Regions from separate parts of the Mus musculus genome. Here regions 1 and 3 are each linked to region 2. The links are chromatin contacts, called in public promoter capture Hi-C maps. All regions are on one chromosome and are shown on one strand. Each heading gives the region's core, a stretch centred on a gene start, on an enhancer-like site or on the middle of the called end of the contact. The rest is flanking DNA. Distances are from core to core; before and after follow the strand shown.

Evidence for each region. Promoter capture Hi-C pulls out the DNA fragments that hold promoters and counts their contacts. Capture Hi-C pulls out chosen DNA fragments and counts their contacts.
Region 1: a contact with region 2 is called in a promoter capture Hi-C map of liver, with 2.3 times the contacts expected there. The contact joins the promoter of Zc3h12a here to the promoter of Eva1b in region 2. A contact is called at or near these places in 3 of 39 promoter capture datasets (the 3T3-L1 cell line, hippocampal neurons and liver), 5 of 115 datasets of contacts at active chromatin or transcription factors (the NIH/3T3 cell line, bone marrow-derived dendritic cells, large pre-B cells and 2 more) and 2 of 9 other capture datasets (embryonic stem cells and liver).
Region 3: a contact with region 2 is called in a promoter capture Hi-C map of embryonic stem cells, with 2.4 times the contacts expected there. The contact joins the promoter of Dnali1 here to the promoter of Eva1b in region 2. A contact is called at or near these places in 3 of 39 promoter capture datasets (embryonic stem cells, hippocampal neurons and liver), 1 of 484 Hi-C or Micro-C datasets (pro-B cells), 3 of 115 datasets of contacts at active chromatin or transcription factors (embryonic forebrain, embryonic stem cells and pancreatic cancer cells) and 3 of 9 other capture datasets (adipose tissue, embryonic stem cells and liver).

Annotation. Positions count from the first base shown.
Region 1 is chr4:125,126,375-125,129,683 of GRCm38.p6, forward strand. Zc3h12a (zinc finger CCCH type containing 12A) reads right to left here and starts at 1,507. Exons shown (of 6, transcript NM_153159.2): 1 at 1,393-1,507; 2 at 232-708. The coding sequence starts at 674.
Region 2 is chr4:126,146,482-126,149,605 of GRCm38.p6, forward strand. It overlaps Eva1b (eva-1 homolog B (C. elegans)), which reads left to right and starts at 1,522. Exons shown (of 3, transcript NM_172145.3): 1 at 1,522-2,150; 2 at 2,470-2,564; 3 at 2,755-3,124. The coding sequence starts at 2,498.
Region 3 is chr4:125,063,449-125,067,001 of GRCm38.p6, forward strand. It overlaps Dnali1 (dynein, axonemal, light intermediate polypeptide 1), which reads right to left and starts at 2,209. Exons shown (of 6, transcript NM_175223.4): 1 at 2,070-2,209; 2 at 1,447-1,592; 3 at 105-274. The coding sequence starts at 2,150. It overlaps Snip1 (Smad nuclear interacting protein 1), which reads left to right and starts at 3,224. Exons shown (of 4, transcript NM_175246.5): 1 at 3,224-3,504. The coding sequence starts at 3,305.

The DNA of each region.
Region 1 (3,309 bases), core at 257-2,756, 1.0 Mb before region 2:
GCTTCTCATTTATCAAGAAGTGTGACTCTTGGCAAGGATTTGAGCTGTTTTCCTTCTTATAGCATTGGAGAAACAGCCCTGAGGAAGTCTTTAAGGCTTAAGGGGTTCCTTCTGGCACATGGTGGGATCTCACAGACAGCTTTTGTGTTCCTTCACCAGTCCAAGAGAAAAGCCAAGCCCCCTTCCCAAAGGAAGAGCTACAGACACTATTCCACAGGTCTCCACACATACCTCATGGCCACATTGCTTCCGTCGATGACCACAGGTCTCAGGTCGCTGCCCTCTCTGTCCTCCTCTGGGAGTGAGGGTTCTAGAGTGGAAGGCTTGGGGGTGCTTCCACCCCGGGGCACCAGAGGGGGCTGGGGGCTGGGGGCCGTCAGGGCCTGGCATTCTCGTTCAGTAGCTGAGCCATGCTTCACCAATTCCCCTAGCACCGTGTTGGTGTCTGCTTGGACTCCCAGCTTCTGCAGGACACTGTGGATCTCAGAGGACGAGTACCCCAGTTTACGGAAAAAGTCCACCTTCATCTGCAGCTCGGAAGTAGGGGCCTCTTTAGCCACAGGATCCTGGTCTGGCTGAGGTCGACCCTGGCTGCTGTGTCTGTCCTCAAGACTCCACAGACTCATGGTGGGGTTGGATTCTTGGACAGGCTTCGTTCCACAAGGGTCACTCATATTTCACATTCTTGGAATGTGTCCATCACAGCTCCTATTGACCAGACCACAGGGTTAAGGGCAAGCAATGCCCAATATAGGTCTCTTTCAGACTCTCTTCCACAGAATGGGGCAACACGAACTGAGAAGACGCTATTCAAAGCCATTCTCACGTGTCAGCCCACGCTGTGCTCTCAAAGAGCTCTCAGCATTAGTTATTTTTACAAGAGGGAGACCGAGGCACAGGCAGTAAGCGTTTACTCAAGATCATCAACTCAAAGTTTGTGATACAAACATTTGAACTTGGTCTGACTCCACCCCCAAACCCCGTTCTGTTCCATGCCAACCCAAGGGACCCAAGAGGCAGGGGCGGGGCTCTCAGAAGGAAACTGGGGCTGGAAGTGCGCAGGGGACCCAGGGGCTTCCCCATTGTGGCCACCGCCTTCGTCTCCGAGTCTCATACTTCGGCTCAGGGACAGAGTTCTATTCTGGGAAGGACAAGTTTCCGGGGTGACCCACGGAGAGAAAAGTTGCTGGGCGACTCTGGTTGGCTACCGGGCCCGGTGACGCGAGGAGGTCCTGGCTAGAGCCCGGAGAACGCCGGGTGCCCCAAGACACCCCGTTCCACGCACCAGGGTGAACTCAGCGGGGTCCCAGCGATGGAGACACTGCCCGCGCGCGACCCTCCCGGAGTCAGACCCAACGCAGCGCAGCACCCGTTCCACCCGGTAGCACTCACCCCGCTGAGCGCCGGACGTCGTCTGTAAGGTGTCCATGGAGCCGAGTCTCGGGCTCTGACGGCACCTTCGTAGCCGCGACAGGCGGGCAGGTGCTTTAAGGGCAATGACGCGGAAGCCGGGCAGGGCCGCCGCCCCTTCCTGCTCCGCCTCCCTCCTGCCCCGCCCCACGGTAGGTCGGAGCCGGCTCCGCCCCGTTTCTGAACAAGTCCCGCCCCAGCATCTCTAGCCACGCCCCTGGCCACACGAAGTCTGGGCGGCTCCAGGCTTGTACCACCCGACTGCTTAACGCCGGCTCTGCAGAAGCAGGTTCCGTGCACCATGCAAAACCGGAATAGAACGGCCTCGCAGGTTCACTTCAACAACTTGACACGTCCACCGGCTTGGTCCAGGTTTCTAGTTGCACAAGTTGAGGCCACAGCCGGCAGAGATCCGGCCACTCCAGTTCAGTCACATAGGTTGTGAACTGAAGCCTGTTCAGCGATAGAGTCACACTCAGGACCAGGGACACTTTTCTTGAAGTAAATACCTTCCCAAGACAGGAGGGCTCCACCACCACAAGTTGCATAGTGGTGGAGGAAATGCCAGGAAAAGGAGGGACATTGACACCAATCGCCATGGGAGAGTCCGTGAAGAATGCTATCAAGCAGACTGCAAAAACTCATCTTGTCCCTTATCCTCAAGAGGTCAAGATCCCTCAGTCGAGCACAGCCCTGTACATTATCATCCTGGGGCTTAGATATTGGACAGATCCTTGTGCTCAGGGACCTTCTGTTTTCTTTGGCTTTTGTTGTTCTTTCTGACACAAGGTCAAGCTATGTAACCCATGCCGGCCTCAAACAGCCCAGTGGCCCCATCCATCAGGATCCTGTGTGCTGAGGTTATAGGTGTGAGTTATCATGCTTGCTCCATTTACCTCTGAGAAATGCAGGAAAAAGCTGAAGGGCCTCAGCCATGTAGATCAAGATAGGAGGTCCCAGCTGGGTGTGGTGGCGCACACCTTTAATCCCAGCACTTGGGAGGCAGAGGCAGGAGGATTTCTGAGTTCAAGGCCAGTCTGGTCTACAGAGTGAGTTCCAGGACAGCCAGGGCTACACAGAGAAACCCTGTCTTGGAAAAAAAAAATAGGAGCTCCCACTCTGTAGCACCAGGGACCACTATGAGCATTCTGGGGGACACTAGTGACTCAGGGCAGAGGGAAGGGAGCCTGGCTGTCAGTGTGCCTGCATGCATGCACGAATGCATGTGTGTGTGCTAGAGAAGAGAGAGGTGCCCAGGAGAGGGAGAAAGGGAACCCAGGACCTGCACACAGGAAGACAAAGTCTATTATGTCACCAGCATGCTTGCATATAGGGAAACTGAGGCTCAGGAAGCCAAAACACTCAAAAGTAAGAATTAATTACTGTGTGTCAATACTTCAGTCATATCTCACCTGTCTAAGCAAATGCAGTTGTCTTCTAAGGACATTGGCTGTTTTAATAAAATGGTTTTATAGTAAAAGATACCACCAACATAGCTACATACATTCAGTCTAAAAAGAGATAACAATAATTTTTATTGACTTTATTTAGTTTTTAATTACCGTATTGATGTGCATGGGAATTTTGTATGCATGCCTGGTGCCCCAGGAGGCCACAAGGGGCTTAGGACCCCTGGAACTGGAGTTACAGATGGTTGTGAGCTTCAACATGGGTGTCGGAAATCAAACCAGGATCCTCTGGAAGAGTGGCCAGTGATCTTAAACACTGAGTTCTCTCTTCAGCTCCCAACAATAATTTTTAAAGCTGCATCTCTGTTATCTTTTGCAGGTTTGTTTGTTTGTTTGTTTGTTTGTTTGTTTGTTTGTTTTTCGAGACAGGGTTTCTCTGTATAGCCCTGGCTGTCCTGGAACTCACTCTGTAGACCAGGCTGGCCTCAAA
Region 2 (3,124 bases), core at 272-2,771:
TCTCATCTTGTCTTGCCTGCCTCGAAAACTATCTTCACTCAAAACTATGTCCACACAGCAACTCCCTTCAGACTACCAACTCCTCCTCCTCCTTCTTCACCACCATCACCACCACCCAGACCACTCCTTTCCTGAATATTTGCAACACTGTTCTCTCTGCTTCTACTGTTTGTTCGTTTTGTTTTTTTGTTTTGTTTTTTGGAGACAGGAAGGGATTTGGGTCTACATGGTACATGGTGAATTTTCTGAGATTTTTTTGTAGACCAGGCTGGCCTCCAACTCAGAAATCCGCCTGCCTCTGCCTCCCAAGTTCTGGGATTCAAAGGCGTGCGCCACCACGCCCTGCCCTCTGCTTCCACTCTTGCCCTGCTGTGGCCAAGCCTATCTTGAGCAGCTTCAGGAGTCTTTCCAATGTGTGGCGTGGGGACTGACACTCTCTAACTTAAGCCTCCAGGGGTTATCACTTCACTTCCAATGAAATCCAAGCTCCTGAGTGATCTGCAAATCCTGTGTGGTCTCCGATCAGTTACTTTCCCCTCGAACCTCTCATGCTAGCTCCGTCTCTGCATGCCAGAAACTCCACTCATGCTCCCATCCTACCCTTTGATCCTGCCTTAGACAGGCTCCCCGAGATCCTGGCATGGCTGCCCTCTCCTCAGGACTGAGCTCTTACCTGGGGCGTCTCTGTGAGAGTTACTCAAGATGTTCTCCATCACATTAATGCATTCCACTACCTTCATGACACCTCACAGCCCCTTTGAAGATGCCTGCCTCCTGAGGGCTTGTAACCTCTGACCTCTGCAATTCCTTTTTTTTTTTTTTTTTTTTTTTTTTTGGGTTTTCGAGACAGGGTTTCTCTGTATAGCCCTGGCTGTCCTGGAACTTATGCCACACTAAAATGCTGAGGCAGCATTATATGCAAATAGGTAAGTACGCATGGGCCAACGCATGCTTACAAAGCAGACTAAACACAAAAATACCCAGGTCTGAGCCAGCTTGGTCCTTTCTCCATCTCCTCTTGACCCCTACTTGAACCCAGGCGGGCTTGGAGGAGTCGGGGTCTGCAGCTTGAACAGGGAAGGGGTTAATGGCCTCCAGGCTTCAGGCAGCGCCTACAGCTATGCCTGCAATTTCCTCTGGCCATTCTTTCCCTCCTCCTTCCCAAGATTCCCGCCAAGAAGGCCTCCCCCTCACCCCAGCTCCAGCGTAGGGAGGGGAAGGGGGTTGGCCAGGAGAGTAAGCAGAAAGAAGAGGCCAGCTGCAGATCCCCCCCAGCGCACTTCGGTCCCAGCCTTGAGCCCAGGTGGAAGCACACGTGTGACTCTGGGCAGGTCCGGCTAGCAAAGCAAGCGAGGCTGTTCCCTAGCGCCGAGGCCCCCGCTGGGGTCTGCAATATGCTGGGACCTGGCTCACCGCCGAGTCCGACAATCATTAACCTTGGGTGACCACAGCAGCTGGACACACTCAGCCAGGGCACTGGGAGGAGGGGCTGAGAGATCCCTTCTCCGAGGAAAACCAATAAGGACGCGGGGGTGCCGGCTGCCTCTACTAGGTCTAGGAAGGTCTGGAAGGATGAAGGGGTTTGGACCCGCCTCATCCCAGGAGGAGCCAGGCACAGGAAAGTAGTTTGGAGCCTGCGCGCTAGAGTAAGAGCGTTGTGGGTTCAAATCCTGACCGTGTGGCAAAGGTCTTCAAGATCTTTGACTCAGTTTACTTCATTTGCAAATTGGAGATTTAATGGTAGCCACATTCCAGGGTTGGCTGGCTTAAATGAAGGGATGTCTACGGGAAGCGGGAGGGGAGGTAACCTGCCGCCAGGGGCTCCAGGCCTTAGGGATGTTTAGTAACTAATGTTGTTGTTAGTACTGGCGGGGGCGGACCCTGTGAGCGCCCTCCCCAGCGGCTTCCTGTAGGGGAGCAGGGGCCGCCCCCTCTCCCCTTCCTCCAGGCGCTCTTCCTCCCCGCCTCTCCTCCCCGCCCCGCCCCGTCCCTCCTCTTTCCTCGGAGGAAACTTTCCGCCGGCTGGTCCGTCGCGGTGTCCGGCCGCACCGCCGTGCGAACCTGGTAAGGCGGACGGGGCGGCCCGGCCTGGGTGTATGCGGCCACCGGGGAGACGCCACTGCCGGGGCGAGGCTGCGGGACGCTGACGGGTGAGCGAGCCGGGCCGGCCGAGGCCCCGCGGGTGGAGGGGTGCAGGAGGGAGGTGGAAGGGGAGCCCGAGGCACCGCCTCGCCCTTCCGTGCGCTGGGCCTCGCCTGGGGACCCCACGAGGGGGCGGAGCGTGTGCGCCCTCTCCGCCGCTCCCGGGGATGGAGAGGCGTCTGCGGGGGAACAAGGACTAGCAGAGTCCAGATCTGCGATCCAGTGAGGCGAACCGCTCCCTCGCCCCACCACCACCCCAGGGTGGAGGAGCTACGCGAGGAGCGAGCGCCTTGGGCTCTGGAAGACCTGACCTGGGTGACCTCGCAGGCTGACAGGCGAGCTGCATCCCAGCAGCATGGATGCCCCAAGAAGGGACATGGAGCTACTCAGCAACAGCCTGGCAGCCTATGCGCACATCAGAGGTGAGGGCCAGGCCTGGGGGCACGGAGCCCGTCCATCATAACCCAGGCAGCCCTCCACTCCTAGCTGCTCACCCTGTCCTTGCAGCCCTTCCGTTCCTTGCCCCAAGCCTAGCTAGACCCTGGATCTCTCCCAGATGGGACGACTCCAGCCTGTCAGGGCCCCCTGTGACCTCCGCTCCCTGCTCCCTAGCTAACCCCGAGAGCTTCGGCCTCTACTTCGTGCTTGGCGTCTGCTTCGGCCTGCTGCTGACCCTATGCCTGCTGGTCATCAGCATCTCCTGCGCGCCTCGCTCGCGACCCCGGACCCCTGCTCCGCGCCGGGACCCCCGGAGCAGCACCCTAGAGCCGGAAGACGAGGACGATGAGGAAGATGAGGACACCATGACGAGGCTGGGTCCCGATGACACGCTGCAGGGCCAGGAGCTGTCCACAGAGCCCGACGGGCCCCTTAGTGTCAATGTCTTCACGTCAGCAGAGGAGCTAGAGCGGGCACAGCGGCTGGAGGAGCGTGAACGAATCCTGCGGGAGATCTGGCGCACTGGGCAGCCAGACCTGCTGGG
Region 3 (3,553 bases), core at 959-3,458, 1.1 Mb before region 2:
GATGATTTCCGAAGGGGGGTGGTTGGCTTGGGGTAACCAGAGCTTGGTTTTGTGCTAGAAGGAGGCAGAGAGTGTGTGGTGCTCACACCACCAAGGCTACTCACCAAAACACTGGGAGTAGAGTTCCCTGCGCACAGGGCAGATGCCTGTCTCCCTGGCCTGCCTCTGCTGCAGCTTCAGGTCCAGCTGCTCCTGGAGATGCACCACATCCATTCTGGTGCTGGGTGTGCTGGACACCTGCTGGATCCATAGCTGTGTGTCTTCCACCCACTCCCTGTGACACAGATACAAGTCACCGAATCTGAGCAGAGGGCCCTTGGAACTCTGCCTGAGCAGGAGCAGGGGGTGGGCATAGGCAGCATTGCCATCATGCCACCCCCACTTCCTACTCTTTCCCAAGCCACGCCCACTCTGCCGCCTCCTCAGGACACCTACCTTAACATTGGGTAGATGGACAGTCTCTGTTCTCCACAAGACTACAACCCTCTGTTCCAGGTCATACCTGCCTAGCGTGTTGAGGACAGATGTGTGGTCATGTTGCTTGATTCGAATAGAAGATGCAATGGGAATTCCCCACACTGGCTTATGGTGGCGACACAGAACACCATAAACCTCATGCAAGCCACGAGGAAGCATTTGTGTGTGTTGGGAGTGTGGAGGTTCTGAAAGTGCTGTGTTTGCAATGGCTGCCCATAGTGAATTCTGTGCTGGAGGAATACCCGAATTCTGCAGTGACAGACTTGTGGGCAGAACGGCAAGAGAGGGAGAAACTTCTAAGTTGGTGGGAGAGGATCCACTAGTAAATGACACCTCTCTCTCTTGGCCTCCATCTCTGGAGAAGTTCACAGGTTCTCAGTGGTTCTCATTGGTGTGGGCATGCATAAGACTATTAGGTGGAGGGTTTTTGAGAGTTCTAGCTAGGCTGTGTAGCCCAGGCTAGCTTCAAACTCTGATCCTCCTGCCTCTGCCTCCTGAGCTCACTGGGCCTTGCCTTGTTAGACATTTATGGGCTTTTGCGACACAACTTTGCATGTGGCGCTAGCCGGCCTAGTACTCCCTTTGTAGTCCAGGCTGGTCTTGACTTTGAGGCAATTCTCCTATGTCCTGCAGAGTGCTGGGATTAAGCACATGCCGGCACACCAGGCTCTCTATGAGGACTCTTGATGGAGGGACCAAAGAATGGAGTTTAGAAGGAAGAGGACTGGTCTAGAAGACCTATATGTTAAAGCAGACATCTAAAGTCAGAAGAGTGCTCAGAACGTGGAGGGCATGGATTTAGAGGGTACCTGCTTGGCTGCAAACATACAACCATACTGAGACCCCATGAACTCCAGAAAGCTGAGAGGAAACCCAAGGTAGGGCACAGGAAGACACCTATGTTCTGGACCAAGAGCTTAGACCTTCCCCTAGTCACTGTGGGCTCCCCACCACCATCTCTCTCTCTACCTTGGAGGCAGGATGGCATTTAAGATTTCTTCTGCCTGTTTGGTAGGATCTGGGACACAGGAAGTTGAGGGCAGCTTGGCCTTGGGTGGCTGTGGGCTTGTACTAGAGGGTCCAGGCTGCTGGATGGTGACTTTCAGTGGCCGAGCCTAAGAAGAGACAGGTTGATCAGTCTAGTACCTCCAGATTTTCCTAGGTCTCTTGTACAGCCGTCCCCATTTCCAGCCTATTTCCCTCATCTGTGATCTTAAAGGAAATATGAGCTGGAGATATCCCACGAGGGATATCTGGCTCTGACCCTGTGTTTGAACTGGTGTTTCTAGAATGAGTGGTCAGGCCTCTGTTCTGACTCTCTAGACGAAGGTAAGTCACTACCAGACCTCTTCTTGGACTTGACTACCACAAACCCCATCTTTTCCATGTGACTTTTCTCATCTTAAATTTGTCCTCTAAGGTCATAGCTAGGCTTCTTGTTCTCTTCTCCCAACCTCCATCCCTGTCCCAATTCCCTTGGCTGTCAGCCCCAGCAATCTGTCCCCTGAAATTCCAGAGATCCTCAAAGCTGGGATGTCTTTTCCCCATGGGAGTTTGTAGGATCTCGCGTCCCCTGAGACGCCTGTTCATACCGTGGGGCTCCGTTTCTCTGTATTCCGGCTCACCAACACCGGGGTGTCATATTTGAGCAGAGAGTCTGCTGGGGGTATCATGGTGGCAGTAGGGGTAACAACTCCGTAGCGGCCCCTGTGGAGTCTTGTTTGCGATCACCATGGAAACCCCTCCTCTCCTTGCCCCATGGATGGGGCGGGGCCTCTGAGGAAGGCGGTGCCGGCCGCGTGCAAGTTTTGTTCTACTGTGCTTTCTCCGCAAGCACTAAGTTTCTTAGTAAAGAAGACTGGACCCCTAGCGTTAGGTCTGTTTCGGTTTATGATGAAATGGACAGACCACCTTTGATTAAAACGGAAGTCATCTAGTGACTCTATAGAGTATTTGGCGACGATTGGCATTTGGAAGCCAGAGGCTGGCAGATCTTTGTGGATTCCAGGACAGCCAAGGCTATATAGAGACACTATTTCAAGAAACAAAAAAGAGTTTCACATTGTTGAGTGTCTGTGTTTCGTAACTACTAATAACGCGCAAGGAACAGAGCTGGGTTAGCTTTCCCACAGGTTTTTTTCTTTTTTCAAAAAAAAAAAAAAAAAAAAAAAAAAAAAGCTGGGCGATGGTACCACACACCTTAATGACAGCATTTGGGAGTCAGAGGGAGGCAGAGTTCAAGGTCAGCCTGGTTATAGAGTGACTTCTAGAACAGCCAGGGTACACTGAAAACCTGACTATGACGGGGGGGGGGGGAGATTGTCATATATATTTTTTTGAGGTTCTGGGGACTAATCCAGGGCTTCGTACTCGCGAGGCAAACGCTCGCTCGGTAACTAAGCTACAATCTCAGCCTTCCCTCCCCTTTTAACTCTTGATTTCTATTTGGCGGTGCTGAGGATGAATTCAGAGCTTTGCGATCTATCCGAGCTACAACTTTTTCAGATTTTGAGACAGTTTCACTAAATTGCCCAGGTTGGCCTCGAAATTACTGCGATCCTCCTGCTTCAGCCTCCCGGGGGGTTGGCCCTGCCTTTTCAGTACTCCAGCCACACCTCCCAGCAGCGGGGACCCCGTGGCCACTCGCGCCGGCGTCCCCAGCGTCTGAGACTCAAACACCTGGGGCCCCGCCCATCAGGGGGGCCGACACCGTGAAGGCTTCTGGGATAGCGCGCTGCCCGGAAGCGGAAGTGCAAAGCTGTCCGTCACTTCCTACGGCTCAAGTGGCTCAACGGACCGTGCAAGTGACTCTCGGTCGGGCCGCAGGATGAAGGCGGGGAAAAGCGAGCGGGAGCGGAGCGGCCGGCGGCGACACCGGTCAGGCGACGCTCTGACGACCGTGGTGGTGAAACAGGAGCGTCTGAGCCCCGAACCCGTCGCGCACCGCCGGCCCGACGCTCCAGCCGCTAGCCTGTCCCCGCCCGCCGCCGAGCCTGGCCACTCGGGTCACCGCGGGAGCCGAGCCCGGTAAGCGAGCCGGTGATTGGGCGGAGGACGGGATGGCGCGGGGGCCGGT